Linked DNA regions of Macaca mulatta: region 2 is linked to region 1. The links are chromatin contacts, called in public Hi-C maps. All regions are on one chromosome and are shown on one strand. The core of a region is the stretch at or near the end of the contact, and the rest is flanking DNA. Distances in the headings are between cores, read along the strand shown. Region 1 holds the start of SOCS1 (suppressor of cytokine signaling 1). Region 2 has its middle 28 kb from the start of ZC3H7A.

Region 1 (5,683 bases), core at 2,288-4,787:
CCGAACACCTCTGAGTCCCCTGTGCCTGGCACACAGTAAGAACTCAATAAATATCTGCTGAATAAATATTGAAGAAATAGATATGTTATCACCTCATCTTGCAAATATGGAAACTGAGGCACAGAAAAGCTAAGAAGCTGGCCCCAGGCCACATGCTTATGAAATGACCCATTTTAATTCAGACCAGCGGTCAGCAGAATCCACAATGTGAGCCCTACTGCTCGGGGCTCCCAGGGGCACAGACTCCCATGGGATCCTCGCTGACACATGGGTTAGAGGAAAAGGAGGGCTGAGGAATTTCAGGGCAGAGACCAGTTTCCCGATTACACACCCTGACCAGGAGCTGCTTTTCCCAGCAAGGCGCCACCAAAGCCAGAAAGAGAAACTGAAAAGCTGAGTGCCATAAACCATCAGGATCTTGACTTCCCCTAGATGCTGGCTGGGCCCCTCGCATATGGGGTTCGAGGACCTGCCAAAGTAGGGAGGAGAATGTTCCCACACATCTGGCTCTGGCTGTGGTTTAGCAAGCTGTGGACATAGGGTTGGTCTATCCGCCCTGTGACAAGAGGTCATTGTGCCAAGCATCGACTCCATGCCTGGCATTTTGCCCTTGGCTCTGCATGTCTGGCTGCTCTGTGAGGTACGAGACGTTCAGAGCTCACTTTGCAGTTGGGGCAAATGAGGTACCAAGAGGGCAGACTGCTTGCCCAAGGTCATGCAGCAGGTCTGGGGTCAGAGCCTGGTCCCATCCTGCCCAGCACTCTGAGTCCCCTCAGGGTTTCGCACTGCCTGGCTTCCTGTGAGTCTGGTGCCCAGCCCTCCAGGGAGAACAGCCCACAAGGCGGATGCTTGTCAATCAGCAGATTTCTTTTTCTCTTTCAGCATCTGGATTTGGTTTCATTTTGAACACAGGACTTAGAAAATGAAACCAAAGCTGTCTGTCACTGGTGGCAGTGAGGAGAACCCACGTGTGCTGAGTGTACCCTTAGAAGCTTCCCTGCTCCCTTGCTGTGCCTTCCCGGGCCTGTGGTCCCTGGACTAGGGGTTATAAGGCAGTGCTTTGGGAGGCCAGGGCAGGAGGGTCACTTAAGGATAGGAGTTCAAGACCAGCCTGGGCAATGTAGTGAGACCCCATCTCTACAAAAAATTTAAAAAATTAGCCAGGTGTGGTGGCATGTGCCTGTAGTCTCAGCTACTCAGGAGGCTGAGATGGGAGAATCTCTTGAGCCCAGGAGGTCGAGGCTATAGTGCCTCCTCGATCCTATCACTACACTCCAGCCTGAGCAACACAGCAACACTCCATCTCTTTGAAAAAATGGACACAGGGGTTGAAGCCATGTGTCTGTGGGCTCCAACACACAGCCACACCCACAGGCACACTCGGATGAACAACAGCAGCAAACATCTACCGAGTGCTGATTATACGCTATGGGTTGTTTTAAGCACCTGACCCCGTATTCACTCATTTAATTCCCACACAACCCCAGGAGGGAGGTAGTGTTGTGTTTTTCTTTTTGAGACAGGGTCTTACTCTGTTGCCCAGGCTGGAGTGCAGTGATGAAATTATGGCTCACTGCAGCCTCGACCTCTTGGGCTCAAGCAATCCTCCTGCCTCAGCCTCCCAAGTAGCTGGGACTACAGGTACAAGCCACTATGCCTGGCTGATTTTTGTACTTTTTTTTTTTTTTTTTTTTGTAGAGAAGGGGGTCTCACTTTGTTGCCCAGGCTTGTTCTCAAACTCCTGGGCTCAAGCAATCCTCCTGTCTTGGCCTCCCAAGTGCTGCGATTATAGGCATGAGCTACTGTGCCCTGCTAGAGGTACTATTATTATCCCCATTTCACAGATAAAGAAACCATGGCAGAGAGATTAATCACACGCTCAAGGTCACAAGAATAGAAAGGTGCAGAGTTGGAGCTAGGTCTCCTTGTAATTCCATTACCCACCGCAGAGTGTGGCCCCCAGCAGATGTTCAGTGGACATCTCTCGAATGATCACACACCTGACCTCTGGTGCAGGCAAAGCTCTGCATCTTCTCTTACCTCTTACACACGCACAACCTAGGAGGCTACATCAATGACCACCACTAGCCCTGGCCAAACGCAGATTCAGGGTATTGATGGGGTGCTAAGCCAGGCTGATTCTGGGTCACCCCCTGTGCTCAGGAGGTGAATAAAGACCTAGGCTCTGCCTGGGGAAGAAGGCATCCTGGGGCCAAGGAGGCGGGAAGAAGGACCAGCCACCAGGACTTCCAGGGGAGAAGCTGTCTGGGCTGTCACCTGAGAGCTGTCTGTAGAGGGCAGTGTGCCCCAGTGTGAGACCAGTCACCAAGTCCCCAGCCTACCCAGGCTTTTGTGTGGCCCCTTGTGATGCTGGGGCTCCCCACATGCCTTCATTCAAAAATACACGGAGCAGCCAGGCACCTACTCCATGGCCTCGCACGACAATGGGAATCACTAAATCACCAAAACGTGCAAAAGACAGCCCTGACCACCGACCGCTCACCATCCCAAGCTCCGGGTGTGTGTGTGGTGGGAAGGCAGTCTTTGAAGGGCAGATGCTTGACGGAGCAGTAGGAAGGGGAAATCTATGAGGAAGGGGTCGAGGGAGATGAGGGATAGGAAACCAGGTTTTGGGATTCATCACGTCTGAGAATGCACCATTTCTTCACTGGGTTCCAATCTGATGTCGTCCAGCTGCTCCTCTCCCCAAAATGAAGACGGGGAAGGCGGGATCCAGGTCCAGAGCTCCCTATCTGCAAGCCATTGCAAATCCCAGCCCCTCCCTGGCCTCAGTTTCTTCCGCTGCCGGGTAGTGGGAGTGCAGGGAGGGCAGTCGAGGCCACCAGGGACCTTGCCCGGCCCCGCCCAGTTTCCGAGGAACTGGGCCGGGGTGGAGGCGCCCGCGCCACCAGGGTTCCTCTGAAGCTTGTGGTCAGGCCGCTGCTTCCCGGGAAGCCCGAGCCAAGACCAGAGGCAGCGGCCGGCAGGGCTTCGGGACAGGAGGGAGGGCGACTGAGGGAGTCGATGGCGGCTGAAGCAGGGGCTAGGAAGGGGTCTAGGGGTGGCGTCAGGCTCAGGGTTGGGGACAGGTTCTGTGGTCTCCTGGGGGGATCTGGCTGCAAGGGAGGAGAGGACAGGGCTCTGTCCCCGGCGGGTGTGGAGACACCTGGGGTGGAGGAGGGTGTGTCAGGGAGCGTCCCAATAGGGCCTGGCGGCAGAAAGTGGAACCCGAGGTAGCGGGGCAAAAGCGGGGTCGCCAAGTCCGAAAGAGGCGTCCGAGAAGTGGCCAGAAGGCGCAGGGTCGGGGCCAGGGGCCCTCGAGGGACGGGTGCTGGGGCAGGTGCGAACAGGCGGGCAGAGGGCCCCGCGAGAGGGTCCAGAGGAGGGGTGCAGACGGCCCGAGCGGTCCCCGCCGGACGCCACGGCACAAAGAGAAACCGAAAGTGGAGCTGGGGGCGGGGCCTGCGGGGGGCGGGGCCTCCCGCCGTCGCTAGCCCCGCCTCCCAGCTGGTTTAAAAGACTGGCGCAGGGGCGGGCGCCGAGCACAGTGAGCTGCGGCCGTGGCAGCTGCACGGCTCCTGGTCCCGGAGCATGCGCGAGAGCCGCCCCGGAGCGTCCCGGAGCCCCCCGCTGCCCCGCCCGCGGCGCCCCGCGCCCCGCCGCCAGGTGAGCCGGGCCCTGGGCGAGGAGGCGGGAGGGAGGAGGAAGGGGAGTCCAGGGCAGCCAGGAGTCGGGCGGGCCTCGGGGGCTGCAGGATGGGGTCGCGACTGGCACGCCCCTTGCCCCCGCCGGCCCCACCCAGGCAGCCCCCCGCGCGCGGGTCTCCCACAGCACAGCCTTTCTCTGGTCCTAGCCCAAATCTCCCGGACCAGGCGCGGGTCCTAGCCTCGCCAGCAGGCGGCGGGCGCGGGGCGGCGAGCCGGGGCCGGACGGCTGGAGCCGGAGCCGGCTGCTCTCCACGCCCCCCTCTCGGTGCTGCCTGGAGGCCGGACTCCGCCTCCACCGAGCCCCCACCCGCCGGGAAGAGTTCCGCGGAGTACAGAGCCCATTTTCTAGCTGTGCCCACTGAGGCTGAACGGTGCCGCGCGGACTTGGTGCTCCGCGCTCGCCCCCTAGGGCCGGATCCACCGGGAGCGCCGCCCTCCCTAGTTGCCCGGCGGGCGCTCACCTGCCCGGTCCCGCAGCGCCCCAGCTCACCGCCTTGTCTCCCCCGCAGCGCACCCCCGGACGCTATGGCCCACCCCTCCGGCTGGCCCCTCCTGTAGGATGGTAGCACACAACCAGGTGGCAGCCGACAATGCAGTCTCCACAGCAGCAGAGCCCCGACGGCGGCCAGAGCCTTCCTCCTCTTCCTCCTCCTCGCCCGCGGCCCCAGCGCGCCCGCGGCCGTGCCCGGCGGTCCCGGCCCCGGCCCCGGCCCCCGGCGACACGCACTTCCGCACGTTCCGTTCGCACGCCGATTACCGGCGCATCACGCGCGCCAGCGCGCTTCTCGACGCCTGCGGCTTCTACTGGGGGCCCCTGAGCGTGCACGGAGCACACGAGCGGCTGCGCGCCGAGCCCGTGGGCACCTTCCTGGTGCGCGACAGCCGCCAGCGGAACTGCTTCTTCGCCCTCAGCGTGAAGATGGCCTCGGGCCCCACGAGCATCCGCGTGCACTTCCAGGCCGGCCGCTTCCACCTGGACGGCAGCCGCGAGAGCTTCGACTGCCTCTTCGAGTTGCTGGAGCACTACGTGGCGGCGCCGCGTCGCATGCTGGGGACCCCGCTGCGCCAGCGCCGCGTCCGGCCGCTTCAGGAGCTGTGCCGCCAGCGCATCGTGGCCACCGTGGGCCGCGAGAACCTGGCGCGCATCCCCCTCAACCCCGTCCTCCGCGACTATTTGAGCTCCTTCCCCTTCCAGATCTGACCGGCCGCGCCCGCCGTGCACGCAGCATTAACTGGGGTGCCGTGTTATTTTCTGTTATTTGCCTGGAGCTACGGGGTGGGTACCTTTCCCCTGCCTGGGTTGGAGGGAGCGGGTGGGTGTAGGGGCAAGGCGCCTCCCGCCCTCGGCTGGAGACGAGGCCTGGAGACGAGGCTGCAGACCCCTTCTCACCTCTTGAGGGGGTTCTCCCCCTCCTGGTGCTCCCTCGGGGTCCCCCTGGTTGTTGTAGCAGCTTAACTTAACTGTATCTGGGGCCAGGACCTGAACTCGCACCTCCTACCTCTTCATGTTTACATATACCCAGTATCTTTGCACAAACCAGGGGTTGGGGGAGGGTCTCTGGCTTTATTTTTCTGCTGTGCAGAATCCTATTTTATATTTTTTAAAGCCAGTTTAGGTAATAAACTTTATTATGAAAGTTTTTTTCTAAAAAAAAAAAAAAAAAAAGGTTTCTAGAACGTGTGCTTTGGCCAAAAGTTTAACTTGGTTCTGAACAGGTCCAGGGGAGAGGGTCCTAAGGCTGACCTGCTGGGCTGCAGGTGGTGTACCGGGCCTGCTCTGTGGCTGGGCATCCCTCAGGGTTCCACCCACAACTCTCCAGGGAGAGAAACGGTTGGTCTAGTTTTGGCGTGTGTCCAGTAAGACAGCAGCTCCCGTTTGAGCACTTTGTCTGTGCCAGACCTAATTCTGTGCTTTGCATGCTTAAATTTACTTAATCCTATAGAGAGAGGCATAACCCTGTGAGGCACGGGCTCTT
Region 2 (5,683 bases), core at 1,100-3,599, 550 kb before region 1:
ACGTCTTACTGCATATTTTTCATTCCTTGGCTCTGCATATTGTTTCCTGGCCTCTTCTCTGATCTTATCAGTGATCACTTGTCTTCTGCTTTAGTTTCTCCTCAGCTGATCAGATCTCTCACATCTTTATTTTTTTGAGACGGAGTCTCGCTCTGTCACCCAGACTGGAGTGCAGTGGCATGATCTCAGCTCACTGCAAGCTCCACCTCCCGGGTTCACGCCATTCTCCTGCCTCAGTGTCCTGAGTAGCTGGGACTACAGGCGCCCGCCACCACGCCTGGCTAGTTTTTTGTATTTTTAGTAGAGAGTAGAGACGGGGTTTCACCATGTTAGCCAGATGGTCTTGATCTCCTGACCTCGTGATCTCCGCCCACCTCGGCCTCCCAAAGTGCTGGGATTACAGGTGTGAGCCACCATGCCTGGCCTTACCCTGACATCTTAATCACGACATACATGTTATTCAACAAACACTTGCTTTTCATAACTAAATACAAGATGTCACATGCATTCTTTTTGACTTACATATCGTCCAAAAGCCTTCGTGCCACATAGAAATCTTTTTTTTTTTTTTGAGATGGGGTCTCACTCTGAAACCAGGCTCGAATGCAGTAGTGCGATCTCGGCTCACTGCAGCCTCTGCCTCTTGGGTTCAAGCGATTCTCCCACCTCAGCCTCCTGACTAGCTGGGACAAGAGAGGCAAGACACCATGCCCGGCTAATTTTTGAATTTTTAGTAGAGACGGGGTTTTACCATGTTGGCCAGGTTGGTCTCGAACTCCTGACCTCAGGTGATCTGCCCACCTCGGCCTCCCAAAGTGCTGGAATTACAGGCGTGAGCCACTGCACGCAGCCAACATTTGGAAATCTTTGAGGATTATCTTTCAATTCCCCTTAGTCTCTGTGTTGTAGAACAGCACCTATCAAGGAGCATTGTTCTTTTTTTTTTTTTTTTTTTTTTTTTTTTTTTTTTTTTGTCCAGAGTCTGGCTCTGTTGCCCAGGCTGGAATGCAGTGGCCAATCTCAGCTCACTGCAACCTCTGCCTCCTGGGTTCAAGCGATTCTCCTATTTCAGCCTCCTGAGTAGCTGAGGTTATAGGTGCATGCCACCACATCTGGGTAATTTTTGTATTTTTGGTAGAGATGGGGTTTCACCATGTTGGCCAAGCTAGTCTGGAATTTCTGGCCTCAAGTGATCTGCCCACTCCGGCCTCCCAAGTGCTGGGATTACAGATGTGAGCCACCACACCCGGCCTTAACATAACTGTTTACAACAAAACTGTATAACCTGCCCTGCCTGGATGATTGATTCAGGATGGTCATGTTGAGGCAGGAGAATGGGGTCTGGAGGCAGGGAACCTAAAAACTTTCTAGAACTCGGCTGAGCGTGGTGGCTGTCACACCTGTAATCCCAGCACTTTGGGAGGCCGAGGTGGGTGGATCACCTGAGGTCAGGAGTTCGAGGCCACCCTGGCCAACATGGTGAAACTCCATCTCTATTAAAAATAGAAAAATTAGCTTGGTATGGTGGTGAGCACCTGTAATCCCAGCTACTTGGGAGGCTGAGGCAGGAAAATTGCTTGAACCTGGGAGGCAGAGGCTGCAGTGAGCCAAGAGCCTACCACTGCACTATAGCCTGGGCAACAAAGTGAGACTCTGTCTCAATAAACAAACAAACAAACTTCCTAGAATGAAATAAAAGGGAAAACCCCCCAATTAACTGTCCTTTTTTGTTTTTTGCTTTTTGTTCTAGATGGAGTTCAGTGGCCTGATCTCGGCTCACTGCAACTTCTGCCTCCTGGATTCAAGCGATTCTCCTGCCTCAGCCTCTTAAGTAGCTGGGATTACAGATGCCCGCTACCACTTCAGCTAATTTTTGTATTTTTAGTAGAGATGAGGTAACTTCACTTCAGCTATGGCAGGAAACATCCTCTTCATTTGCATAGGGTGTATGCCAAGTAAATAGCTTTGTAGCTTCACTTATCCTCTTCATTTACATAATGTATACCCCAAATAACCAATGGGAAACCTCTGAAGGGTATTTAAACCCCAGAAAATTCTGTAACCAGTGTTCTTGAGTCACTTCCTCTAACTTGCTCCCTACTCTGTGCAGTGTTACTTTCGTTTCAATAAATCTGTGCTTTTCTTTCATTGCTTTGTGCGTGTCGTCCAATTCTTTGTTCAAATGTCAAGAACCTGGACACCCTCCACTGGTGACAGTGTGACACAGTTCTGGCCAATGAGTCAGGTCCAGGTTTTATGGAAATGTTTGTAAGAGCCAGGCTTTGTGTAAGTTGCTGAGAAAATACCACCTAAGCCTGGAACTGCTGGCAGTTACATTGCCCCAAGGGGTGGGTCTGCCTGAGAATGGAAAGCAGAACTGACAGAAGGAGAGTGCGTGCCTGAGTTTCTGATGATACTGACACGAACCTTACCTGGACAATTAAGTTCTGTGAGCTCATAAATTTCCTTTCTTCCCCTTAGCCTTTTTATTTTATTTTTTATTTTTTATTTATTTATTTTTTGAGAGGGAGTCTCGCTCTGTTGCCCAGGCTGGAGTGCAGTGGTGCGATCTCTGCTCACTGCAAGCTCCGCCTCCTGGGTTCACGCCATTCTCCTGCCTCAGCCTCCTGAGTAGCTGGGACTACAGGCGCCCGCCACCATGCCCGGCTAATTTTTTTGTATTTTTTAAAGTAGAGATGGAGTTTCACCGTGTTAGCCAGGATGGTCTCGATCTCCTGACCTTGTGATCCGCCTGCCTCGACCTCCCAAAGTGCTGGGATTACAGGTGTGAGCCACCGCATCCGGCCCCCTTAGCCTTTTTAAATTAGGGTTCACTACTTAACAGTCTCTTACAACTAACAAATTCTTTTGTTTGTTTGTTTTGAGACAGAGTCTTGCTCTGTTGCCCAGGCTGGAGTACAGTGGTACCATCTCAGCTCACTGCAACCTCTGCTTTCTGGGTTCGATTGATTCTCCTGCCTCAGCCTCCCTGGTAGCTGGGATTACAGGTGCCTGCCACCATGCTCAGCTAATTTTTTGTATTTTTAGTAGAGACAGTGTTTCACCATGTTGGGTGGGCTGGTCTCCAACTCCTGACCTCAGGTGACCCACTTGCCTTGGCCTCCCAAACTGCTGGGATTACAGGCGTGAGCCACCACGCCCAGACAAAAAATTCTTGACATATACACTCATAATTCCTTGAAAGAAAATACCAGTGAGTGCTGAAAGGGAACTGGCACCCAAAGGGTATTTGAATCACTAAGACTTGGGCAAGATTTGAGTGGTTAGATTTGATCTATAATATTCTAGTTTGAATCTGGTTAGAGCAACTTTATTGCTAGATTTTGACACCCTCCAGCAAAAAAGTTGCCAAACTACTGTCATACATTTTGTGGATAAATTAGCATATTTTATTATCTTTTTTTGAGACAGTCTTGCTCTGTTGCCCAAGCTGGGATGCAGTGGCGTGATCTCGCCTCACTGCAACCTCCGCCTCCCGGGTTTAAGTGATTCTCCTGCCTCAGCCTCCTCAGTAGCTGGGATTACAGGCACACACCACCACACCTGGCTAATTTTTGTATTTTTAGTAGAGACGGGGTTTCACCATCTTGGTCAGGCTGGTCTTGAACTCCTGACCTCGTGATCCACCCGCCTCGGCCTCCCAAAGTGCTGGGATTACAGGCATGGGCCACGTGCCTGGTGCTAAGTACATTTTATAACAGCTTTGCAGAAGGGAAAGTGGCTTTGGATGTGTTCTTGGAAATATTTGTGTGGTTACTGAACTGAGGACTTACACATTTTTTTATGTTTATGGTTTCTGTGAATTTCCTAATATGCCTTGGCTCCCTGCCAAATGATATAAAAATCTGAGTAAAATGTATGATCCTTGAACATGTTTTTTTAAAAAAAAGCAGTTGCTGGCCGGGTGGGGTGGCTCATGCCGGTAATCCCAGCGCTTTGGGAGGCCGAGGCGGGTAGATCACGAGGTTAGGAGATCGAGACCATCCTGGCTAACACAGTGAAACCCCGTCTCTACTGAAAATACAAAAGATTAGCCGGGCAAGGTGGCGGGCGCCTGTAGTCCCAGCTACTCGGGAGGCTGAGGCAGGAGAATGGCGTGAACCCGGGAGGCGGAGCTTGTAGTGAGCCGAGATGGCGCTGCTGTACTCCAGCCTGGGCGACAGAGCAAGACTCCGCCTCAAAAAAAAAAAAAAAATAAATAAATAAATAAATAAATTTTAAAAAGCAGTTGCATAATATTGTTGGTTAGTTGAATTAAAGGAGCTCGACAGCAGCTTCCTTTGAGGTGATTCTTATCTTCTAATCTGTGGTGTCGGTGGGGAGTGATCTTCTGATTTTAAGGTTTTAAGTAGTTTCTCACTTGCACATCCTGATATTTTCTTTTTTTTTTTTTTTTTTTTTTTTTGAGACGGAGTCTCACTCTGTCGCCCAGGCTGGAGTGCAGTGGCCGGATCTCAGCTCACTGCAAGCTCCGCCTCCCGGGTTCACGCCATTCTCCTGCCTCAGCCTCCCGAGTAGCTGGGACTACAGGCGCCCGCCACCTCGCCCGGCTAGTTTTTTGTATTTTTTAGTAGAGACAGGGTTTCACCGTGTTAGCCAGGATGGTCTCGATCTCCTGACCTCGTGATCCGCCCGTCTCGGCCTCCCAAAGTGCTGGGATTACAGGCTTGAGCCACTGCGCCCGGCCACATCCTGATATTTTCACATATTGAATGACAAAGGTCCTGGACCCTGTATCCCAGCATATCAGGTTCCCTTAATCTGTGTTTTTGCTCCTTTCTATTCTGTAATGCATTTCCCAAATCCACATCTTGGGGAATCGTCAAAGAGCATGTTTAATTTTTTTTTTATTTAATTTTTTTTTTTTTTTTTTTTGAGACACAGTTTTGCTCTTCTTGCCCGGGCTGAAGTACAAAGGCGTGATCTTGGCTCACTGTGACCTCTGCCTCCTGGGTTCAAGTGATTCTCCTGTCTCAGCCTCCCGAGTAGCTGGGATTACAGACATGTGTCACCACGCCTGGCTAATTTTGTATTTTCAGTAGAGACAGGTTTTCATCATTTTGGTCAGGCTGGTCTCGAACTCTTGACCTTAGGTGATACGCCCGCCTCAGCCTCCCAAAGTGTTGGGAGTACAGGCATGAGCCAACGCACCCGGCCTCACAGTGATTATTCAACAGAAATGTGATATTAAACTTTGCATGGTGCACATTAAGATTCTAGCACAGATTTCCAGGAGTACTGACAACACTCAATGCATGTGGTCAGAGTATCCTGGGGCAATTTGGCAAACATGGAGCACATTTTGAGTATTAAATGTTTCTTCTCTAAATGTTTTCCTAAATGTTTCTTTCATATTTTAAGTGCTAGAAATCGGAAGGTGCTTCTTTTCTCGTACAGGTCTGTAATATTTGCAAACAGGTCATTTTTGTTATCTGTTCTTATATGAGGTTGGTCCTGTGGTCAGCTCATTTCAGTAGGTAACATGGTGATAATGGCCCCTAGATGGTGGGTTTTATCTCCTAAGCTCCATTTTTAAGGCAGAGACTCTTGACCATTTTTCCACCTCAGTGCACCTGAGGGATTTGTGACCCGCCATCCTGCCCCTCAGGAACAGTTTTTTCCAAGGCAGTCACTCCCAGGGTGGACTGGGGAGCATGCTTCA

What was found. A called contact is a pair of places that touch in the nucleus more often than the background predicts.
Region 2: a Hi-C map of CD4 T cells shows a contact between it and region 1, with 5 times the contacts expected there. The contact joins the enhancer-like site here to the promoter of SOCS1 in region 1. A contact is called at or near these places in 3 of 14 Hi-C or Micro-C datasets (CD4 T cells, fetal cortex germinal zone and liver).

Annotation. Positions count from the first base shown.
Region 1 is chr20:12,409,875-12,415,557 of T2T-MMU8v2.0, reverse strand. It overlaps SOCS1 (suppressor of cytokine signaling 1), which reads left to right and starts at 3,537. Exons shown (of 2, transcript XM_001104595.5): 1 at 3,537-3,666; 2 at 4,217-5,292. The coding sequence starts at 4,267. The coding sequence ends at 4,908.
Region 2 is chr20:12,955,312-12,960,994 of T2T-MMU8v2.0, reverse strand. No RefSeq gene overlaps it. Among named protein-coding and RNA genes, the nearest start is that of ZC3H7A, 28 kb to the right of the region's middle. Within about 2 kb of position 2,349, at least 13 of the 40 cell types and tissues checked have an H3K27ac peak or open chromatin away from gene starts, as enhancers often do. A contact at or near this core is called in CD4 T cells, where this site is marked.